2 separate regions of the Sus scrofa genome follow, and region 2 is linked to region 1. Evidence: chromatin contacts called from public HiChIP or PLAC-seq data. All regions are on one chromosome and are shown on one strand. Each heading gives the region's core, a stretch centred on a gene start, on an enhancer-like site or on the middle of the called end of the contact. The rest is flanking DNA. Distances are from core to core; before and after follow the strand shown.

Region 1 (3,817 bases), core at 780-3,279:
GGTTTTTTTTTTTTTTTTTTTGGCTGAACCAAATTTGAAATTTTGAAATTGTATACATCAATATCTGTTACTTCCAAATGCTTTACTCTTAAGAGTAAAGATCAAAGTACCTTTTAACAGGGCTAGTACAGAATTGTTTTGAAAGACCAATTTATAACAAATGCTAAACCCATTATTAAAGCTCTTAAATATTTTCAAGATCTTTCTATAAATATCTTAATGAGGAAAAGGTATAGGCCTCAAGGTGTAAACGTATAAATGAATGCTCCAGCCCTTCTCAACCAAAGTTTTTTATCTGAACTACAGAACAGAGAGGCTGATTTGGGTGACTGTTTTTTCATATCCCAAGGATGATGCATAACCAGTACCAATCCAGATGAATAAGGGAGAAGTAATTTATTATATACAAAGGGTGTATTAGAATGTTCTCTCTGGGGACCCAGGTTAATTGGGCTTTATATGTGGCAGTTCTTTTCTTTTCTTTTTCCTTTTTTTGTTTTGTTTTTTGTTTTTTTAGGGCTGCACTTGGGGCATATGGAAGTTCCCAGGCTAGGGGCTGAATCAGAGCTTTAGCTGCTCTTCTACGCCACAGCCACAGGAACACCAAATCTGAGCTGAGTCTGCCACCTACGCTGCAGCTCATGGCAACGCCAGATCTTTAACCCACTGAGCAAGGCCAGGGATTGAACCCATTTCCTCGTGGATACTAGTCAGTTTTGTAACCTGCTGAGCCACAATAGGAGCTCCCAACATGGTAATTCTTAAAAGGATTTTGCTTTGACTAGATTGTAATGTTTATACAAATAACATTTTTTCTTTCTTTTTTTTTTTTTTTAGATTACAGGTCCACCAGGTTGTGGGAAAACTCAGTTTTGTATAATGATGAGCATTTTGGCTACATTACCTATTGACATGGGAGGATTAGAAGGAGCTGTTGTATACATTGACACAGAGTCAGCATTTAGTGCTGAAAGGTAGGAGATTTTATTTTTGTCCATTATAATGCTTATTTTTGTAACATATATAGCATATAACATATATAGACAAGTTAACATTTACTTTTTATTTTTGAGAATACAGAGTGTTAGATACTGTTTTAAATAAATTTTCCTTTTATCATTTATTTATTTTTTTCTTTTTTGGCTGTCCCCATAGCATATGTAAGTTCCCAGGCCAGGGACTGAATCCCAGCCAGAGCTATGACCTATGCCACCGTTGTGGCAATGCCAGGTTCTTAACCCATTGTACCACATCAAGAACTCCCCACTCCCCTTTTTTTTTCTTTCTTTTGGAGTTTTCCTTTTAAAATTGACACAGGAAACAGTTTCTTTTTGTCTTTTCTTTTCTTACTGATTTAAGTGGGGTTTCTGGATAAGATGTGTTTTGCAGAAAGAAAGAAACAAGTTTAAGAAATAGAGGAAGGAATGTAAGTAGAAAATGGAAAAGAGAGAAAATTAATAAGAAATACAAAAGATAAGCTGCTTTGTAAATAATTTCTAGTTGGTAGTAAAGTATTAGTGAGTGGAAAAATTGCAATTTTCAAAACTTTTTTTTTTTTCGTCTTTTTAGTGCCACACTCACAACACATGGAAGTTCCCAGGCTAAGGTTGAATTGGAGCTGCAGCTGCCGGCCGGCACCTCAGCCACAGGAACGTGGGATCTGAGCCATGTCTGTGACCTATACCACAGCTCACGGCAACACTAAATCCTTTAACCCACTGAGCAAGGCCAGGGATTGAACCCGCGTCCTTATGGATACTAGTTGGGTTTGTAACCCACTGAGCCACAACAGGAACTCCTGAAAACATTTTTTGATTGAAAAATATTTTAATTTCTGAAATAGTGTGGTTTAAAAGCAAGGGACACACTGATAATAAGTATATACCTGCTTAGAAAGACCTCCTTACTCTGGCAAGGACTGTTACGGTTCTGTGAGAAAGGCACTTGGTTATTTGTGTAATTCTCTACATCTGAAGATAAGTCTGGCCCTGTATTCCCCTGCTCTGATTGACATTCATAAACAGGAGTGCTTTTTACATCTGGAGACAGTTTCAGTTTTGTTTCCTTAGCCAAGTTACAGTATAGGCATAATCTTTTGGGTCTTCCTCTAATTATGTCACAGTGAATCTTGCTCATTTCTCAACTACAGAGATCAAAGTATATCACCTGACCAAATGAATTCCAAATGGATTATTTTGCCTAGAGCTTATTTGCTTTGTTCTACATCTTTTTGTTTTTGGGTTTTTCTTTTTTTGTCTTTTTAGGGCTGCACCTGTGGCATATGGAGGTTCCCAGGCGAGGGGTCTCATCGGAGCTACAGCTGCTGGCCTACACCACAGCCACAGCAATGCCAGATCCAAGCCTTCTCTGCAACCTACACCACAGCTCATGGCAGTGCTGGATCCTTAACCCACTGAGCGAGGCCAGGGGTTGAACCCGCAACCTCATGGTTCCTAGTTGGATTTGTTTCTCCTGCGCCATGACGGAAATTCCCTGTTCTACATGTCTTGATTATCTGTTCTTTCTAAGTGTATGCCACTAGTATGTTAGCTCTTTGAGTTTGTGTTACATCTTTGTATCTCCAAAGCCAAATCCAGAAACAGACACATACCAACTGCTCAGAAAATGTAAGATAAAAGAAGGAATTGTCAGGTATTGCTCTCAGATCATGAAATCCAGATACCATTTCCCATAAAAGGAGTGAGGGTTCCTGGGGGAGTGGCTGATTCTGGCTATGGAGCAGGAGCAAGAAGTTTTTTTTTTGTTTTCTGTGTGTGTGTGTTTTTTTTTTTTAAGTCAAAGATGAAAGATTTATTCACTCCAAAGATAACCAGAGTATTAGAAAGTTTTTAAGTTGAGTCTGCAACACCTTATCAGATAGCAAGAAAGCTATCAAAGCCTACTTTAAAGGAGTGTCAGAAGGACTCAGGAGTCAACCTGAAGAGCTCCCACTGGCCAAAGATGAAACAAATTGAGAACCAATACGATAATAATGTAATAGACATGGATTAAAACACACGAGTCTATGATATTTAAGAAATGAAAAGCAACAAATTGATGACCATTGGAAAATTCCAGAGAAGCAACCTACTGTTTTGAAAATGAGTTAAATGCTTGATTTCCTTTTTTTAATCTCCCTTTTTTTATATGAACTGGATTACTGAGTAATAAATATGTCTTTTTATAGAAGTATTCCATAATAAATGAAGAAGGAATGATAGAATATCACCAAATTATAAATGCCAATAATCTAATGGATCTGGGCATGGAATATTGTGATATAAAAAGAAAAATATATTGTGTCATCATCCTGGTTCCTGGCAAAAGAAATTCCAGAAAATCCTCTGGAATTTCCTGAGTGACAGCGCTTAGAGGAGCATCATTTGTTTTTCGTAATTAACCCCTTTCAACCATAGCTGAGTTTATGCTAATGAGATGGCTCTCGGTGGGTCCCTAGAGTGCATCTAATGGGAGCTGGTTGCCAGAGGAATCAGTCATGTCATTATAGGTTTGAACTTTCAGCTCTACCTCCCCAACCTCTGAAGAGGGAAGAAGGACTAGAAATGGCTCAACCAGCCATTCCATTTAATCAGTCATGCTCCTGGAATGGAGTTGCCGCAGAAACCTCTAACCAATAGAGCTTGGAGAGCTTCTGGGTTGGTGAGCACACAGAGGTGCTGTGAAAGTGCTGCTCCTCATTCGTAGTTGATTGGTCTCAAGTACCAGAGGCTTGGAACTCAGGATGAACGTCTGAAGTGGGGCAGTCTTGTGGGTCTGAGCCTTTAACCTGTGGGGTCTGACTTAACTCCTAGTAGTT
Region 2 (3,546 bases), core at 438-2,937, 150 kb after region 1:
TAAACATTTCTTTGTGAAGTGTGACTTATTTATGCTTCAGCGGTTGTCAGTGTATGCACAATAGAGAAGGTGAGGGAGGCCCCCAGGCGTGCCAGCTCAGCACTTTGTGCATGTTAAGGCCAAAGAGCACTGTTAAGCGGGCTGAAAAAATTTTAACAAGTCAGAACATTTGACAATTTCCATATTTATCAAACATGTCAGGGGATGGGATCACAAAGCCTTCCAGGGATTAACTGCCTCTAAGACTTGAAATGTTTTATTAAGATGGAGGAAGCCAAGTTCTCAACACCCCATGATTTGCTCTAATAACCACAAGAGTTAGAATGTAGGTGATCCTTGCTGAATGAAGGTAATCCTGAGGCTAAAATGCTCCTTGAATGGGGGAAAAAAAAATCCTCCCTCAGCAGATGAACTGTGTGTGAATCTATCTGACAGAGCTTTGGAGTTTGAAGTTTATTTACCTAAGAGCTTCAGTTTTATTAATTCTCTGGTTGGTGGTTCTTGACCTTTGACACTGGAGGGCTTAGAAAGGAAGCCGAAGTAGATGTTCAGAAACTTGCAGACGTTCTCAAAGAAGGGTGGCCCTTGGCTTTTTGGGGGCTTGGCAAAGCATCCTAGAGTTATTATTTGTTTTCAGATGTTCGGGGTTTGGCAGATCCTGTGATGTGTTTTGCCAGGCATTTTCCTTTGGATTTTAGTACAGGAATATCTTGGGTGGAATTTAATTGCTTTATTGGTGATTCATTTGCATTATACTGATCAGAATGCTGTTTTGGAAAAGATAACTTGATGACTGAGAAGTATTACCAACTTTACAGTTTTTTTAATACCAACTTTTTCTTAGATGAGGATAGAAAGGGATTTCAAGCTCCTGAATGTTTTCAGTAAGATTTGGAACTTGGACTCTTTAAGCAGTAGTTTCCAAATTTGTCTATCACTTTTTCCGCAAGAGCAAACCAGACTCTACTTCCCTGGCTTGATCTGCAGATCTTTAGAAAAGTTGTAGAGCTGATCAGCAACCTTGCGCCCACCCTCATTTTGAAAATTAATGTAAAAAAAAAAAATAGTTTTCAACAAGGAAGTAGAGAGAGCAACCCTCTTCTGGAGAAAAGAGCTGGAATTAAAACAAAAACAATCCAAGGAGACTAAGCATCGGGAAGGTTTTCAGTTCTAAAGCCAAATTACCAGGAATGACAAAACCCCTGAGAGGACTAAAGTTATATAAAGTGCCCTGAGGTAGCTTTTCCATTACAGTTTGTAGAAAATCTTGTAAAAGGAGGAAGCATGCTGAGACTTTACAAATGAGGACTAAGTCTTAAACCTTTTTGTAAAGAATAAGGAAAGGACATGGCTGAATATGGCAGTGAACTTCTTATGGCCCATCAAGTTGCAGCAAAGCGTGGTGGTAAAACAAGTTTCTTACGTCTATTGCCAGCTTCCTATCTTGTGTAATTGGCCCAGAAACAGCAGTGCCAGCAGCCTGAGTGACTATTCACTGTCTCCTTGAGAAAACAACAATGCAAATAATCATCGAGCAGGAGAAGGAGAAAAGCACTTTAAACAAATTAATGTGGATGTCTTCATGTGCAAATTATTTTGAAACCAACTTGTAGGAAGTGTTGGGAAATTGTAGTTATGAACTCTGCAAAATGGGGTTGGGAAAGGATAAAATGATATAGACTCATTTGCTTCAGATGATAGGCTGTGGGAGGCTGTGGACATAGCATTGAGCCATAGTGTTGATGGGTTTCTTCTTCCTCAATCCATATGTTTTTTTTTTTTTTTTTTTTTTAAGTTTTATGAGAGTATAGTTGATTTATAATGCTGTGTTAATTTCTGGTGTACAGCAAAGTGAGTCAGTTGTATATAATATACATATATCCATTTTTCCATTCTTTTTTTGGTTCTTTTCCCCCAGATAGGCTATCACAGAATATTGAGTAGATTTCCCCATTCTATTTAAACGGCTTAAAATGCCAAAGAAGCAAGATCTGTTTTGAATCCTTGATTTTATTCGGGCACTGGTTTAACTGGTGAGATTATTAGGACACTGATGTAGGTCTGAAATTTTTTATTTGGGCCAAATATAGTTGTAAGTGTTCCTTTCAGTACAAGTAAAAATTCACATTTTTCTTCTTAAACTTTGGTCTTGATGACCTTAAAACAGATGGCTTTATGACAACCTTTTTTTTTTTTTTTTCCTCCTTTTCTCTTTCTCTACCCTTCTTTTCCCTCCTTCCTTCCTTCCCTTTCTTACTGGTTATAGTCTAATTAGTGGGTGGGTGCTCATTAATGACCAGTGGGAACGTTGTGACATTTTACTTCTGGCCCAGCTGCAGTCTGTTCTAGCAGGCAGGATTAGTGTGAAGTTGAGAGGAAAGGACGGGCCTCACCCACCTGATGCTGTTGCTTCTTAGAAAATTGAAAGGATTTGATGCATTGGCGAGAGTGCACCTTACATTTGGGCAATAGACAATACAAGTAAATAATTTAAGGACAGCTCTTGCTTTTTAACTTCTTATCTCGTCATGACTTTCCCATAGTAGAGGCTGAATACAAAATTGTTAATTTTAATTGTTAATTGTTTTTAATGGCTGTACCTGTGGCATCTGGAAATTCCTGGGCCCGGGATGAATCCAAGCTGCAGCTGTGGCAAGGTCAGATCCTTTGATCCTCTGCACCAGGCTTGGGTTCAAACCTGAGCCTCTTCAGTGACTTGAGCCACGGCAGTCAGATCTTTAACCCACTTTGCCACAGCAGGAACCCCTAGTTCAGTTAATTTTGAGTATGAGGGAAGGTAAATTAATTCTGTATCTTAATATATTATCCAGGAGTCATGAACAAGACCTTCTGCCAAAAATCCATTAACCGTAGGAAACAAAAACCAGTGAGGATCACATAAGAAGTAATTTAGGTTTTACAAGTTGGGCTTTTTTTAGAGAGAAGCATGAAATGTTCTGCACATCTGCATTTGAAGTTAAAATCAAGAAGCAAAGCATTCTCATGCATAAGTATGTGAAACAAAGTGAAAATGCTTGATCTCTCTATTGACTCCTGTTCTATAGTAGGTATTAGTTAGTGACTGGAGAACAAGCGCAGGTGTAATATGGGATAGGAGAAAAGAGTGTATCTCATTTAGCTCAGGTAGCTGTAATAACATACCATAGACTGAGTGGCTTAGACAACAGATATTTATTTCTTATATTTCTGGATGCTGAGAAGTCCAAGATCTAGGTACCTGCAGATTCATTTCTTGGTGAGGGCTCTTTTCCTAGCTTGTAGACAGCTGCCTTCTTGCTCTGTATTCATCTGGCCTTTCCCCAGTGCTTGTGTGTGGAGAGAGGGCAAGACCTCTTGTGTTCCTCTTCTCATAAGGGCATGAATCCCATCATGAGGATCCCACCTTCTTGACTTAATCTAAACCTAATTACCTCCCAGATGCCTTACCTCCAAATATCATCTGATTGAGGAGAGGGGAGGGGGGAAAGATAGGGCTTTAACATATGAATTTTGGAGGAAGACATTCAGCCTATAACAGCAAGATAC

What was found. HiChIP or PLAC-seq counts read pairs in DNA pulled down with a chosen protein or histone mark.
Region 2: a contact with region 1 is called in an H3K27ac HiChIP or PLAC-seq map of alveolar macrophages. The contact joins two enhancer-like sites. A contact is called at or near these places in 2 of 47 Hi-C or Micro-C datasets (embryonic fibroblasts and liver) and 1 of 2 datasets of contacts at active chromatin or transcription factors (alveolar macrophages).

What each region holds. Positions count from the first base shown.
Region 1 is chr7:91,621,877-91,625,693 of Sscrofa11.1, forward strand. It overlaps RAD51B (DNA repair protein RAD51 homolog 2), which reads left to right. Exons shown (of 12, transcript XM_021099935.1): 6 at 838-974. Among named protein-coding and RNA genes, the nearest start is that of RAD51B, 31 kb to the left of the region's middle. Within about 2 kb of position 2,030, at least 1 of the 83 cell types and tissues checked has an H3K27ac peak or open chromatin away from gene starts, as enhancers often do. A contact at or near this core is called in alveolar macrophages, where this site is marked.
Region 2 is chr7:91,774,059-91,777,604 of Sscrofa11.1, forward strand. All of the region lies in intron 8 of RAD51B (DNA repair protein RAD51 homolog 2), which reads left to right. Among named protein-coding and RNA genes, the nearest start is that of RAD51B, 180 kb to the left of the region's middle. Within about 2 kb of position 1,688, at least 6 of the 83 cell types and tissues checked have an H3K27ac peak or open chromatin away from gene starts, as enhancers often do. A contact at or near this core is called in alveolar macrophages, where this site is marked.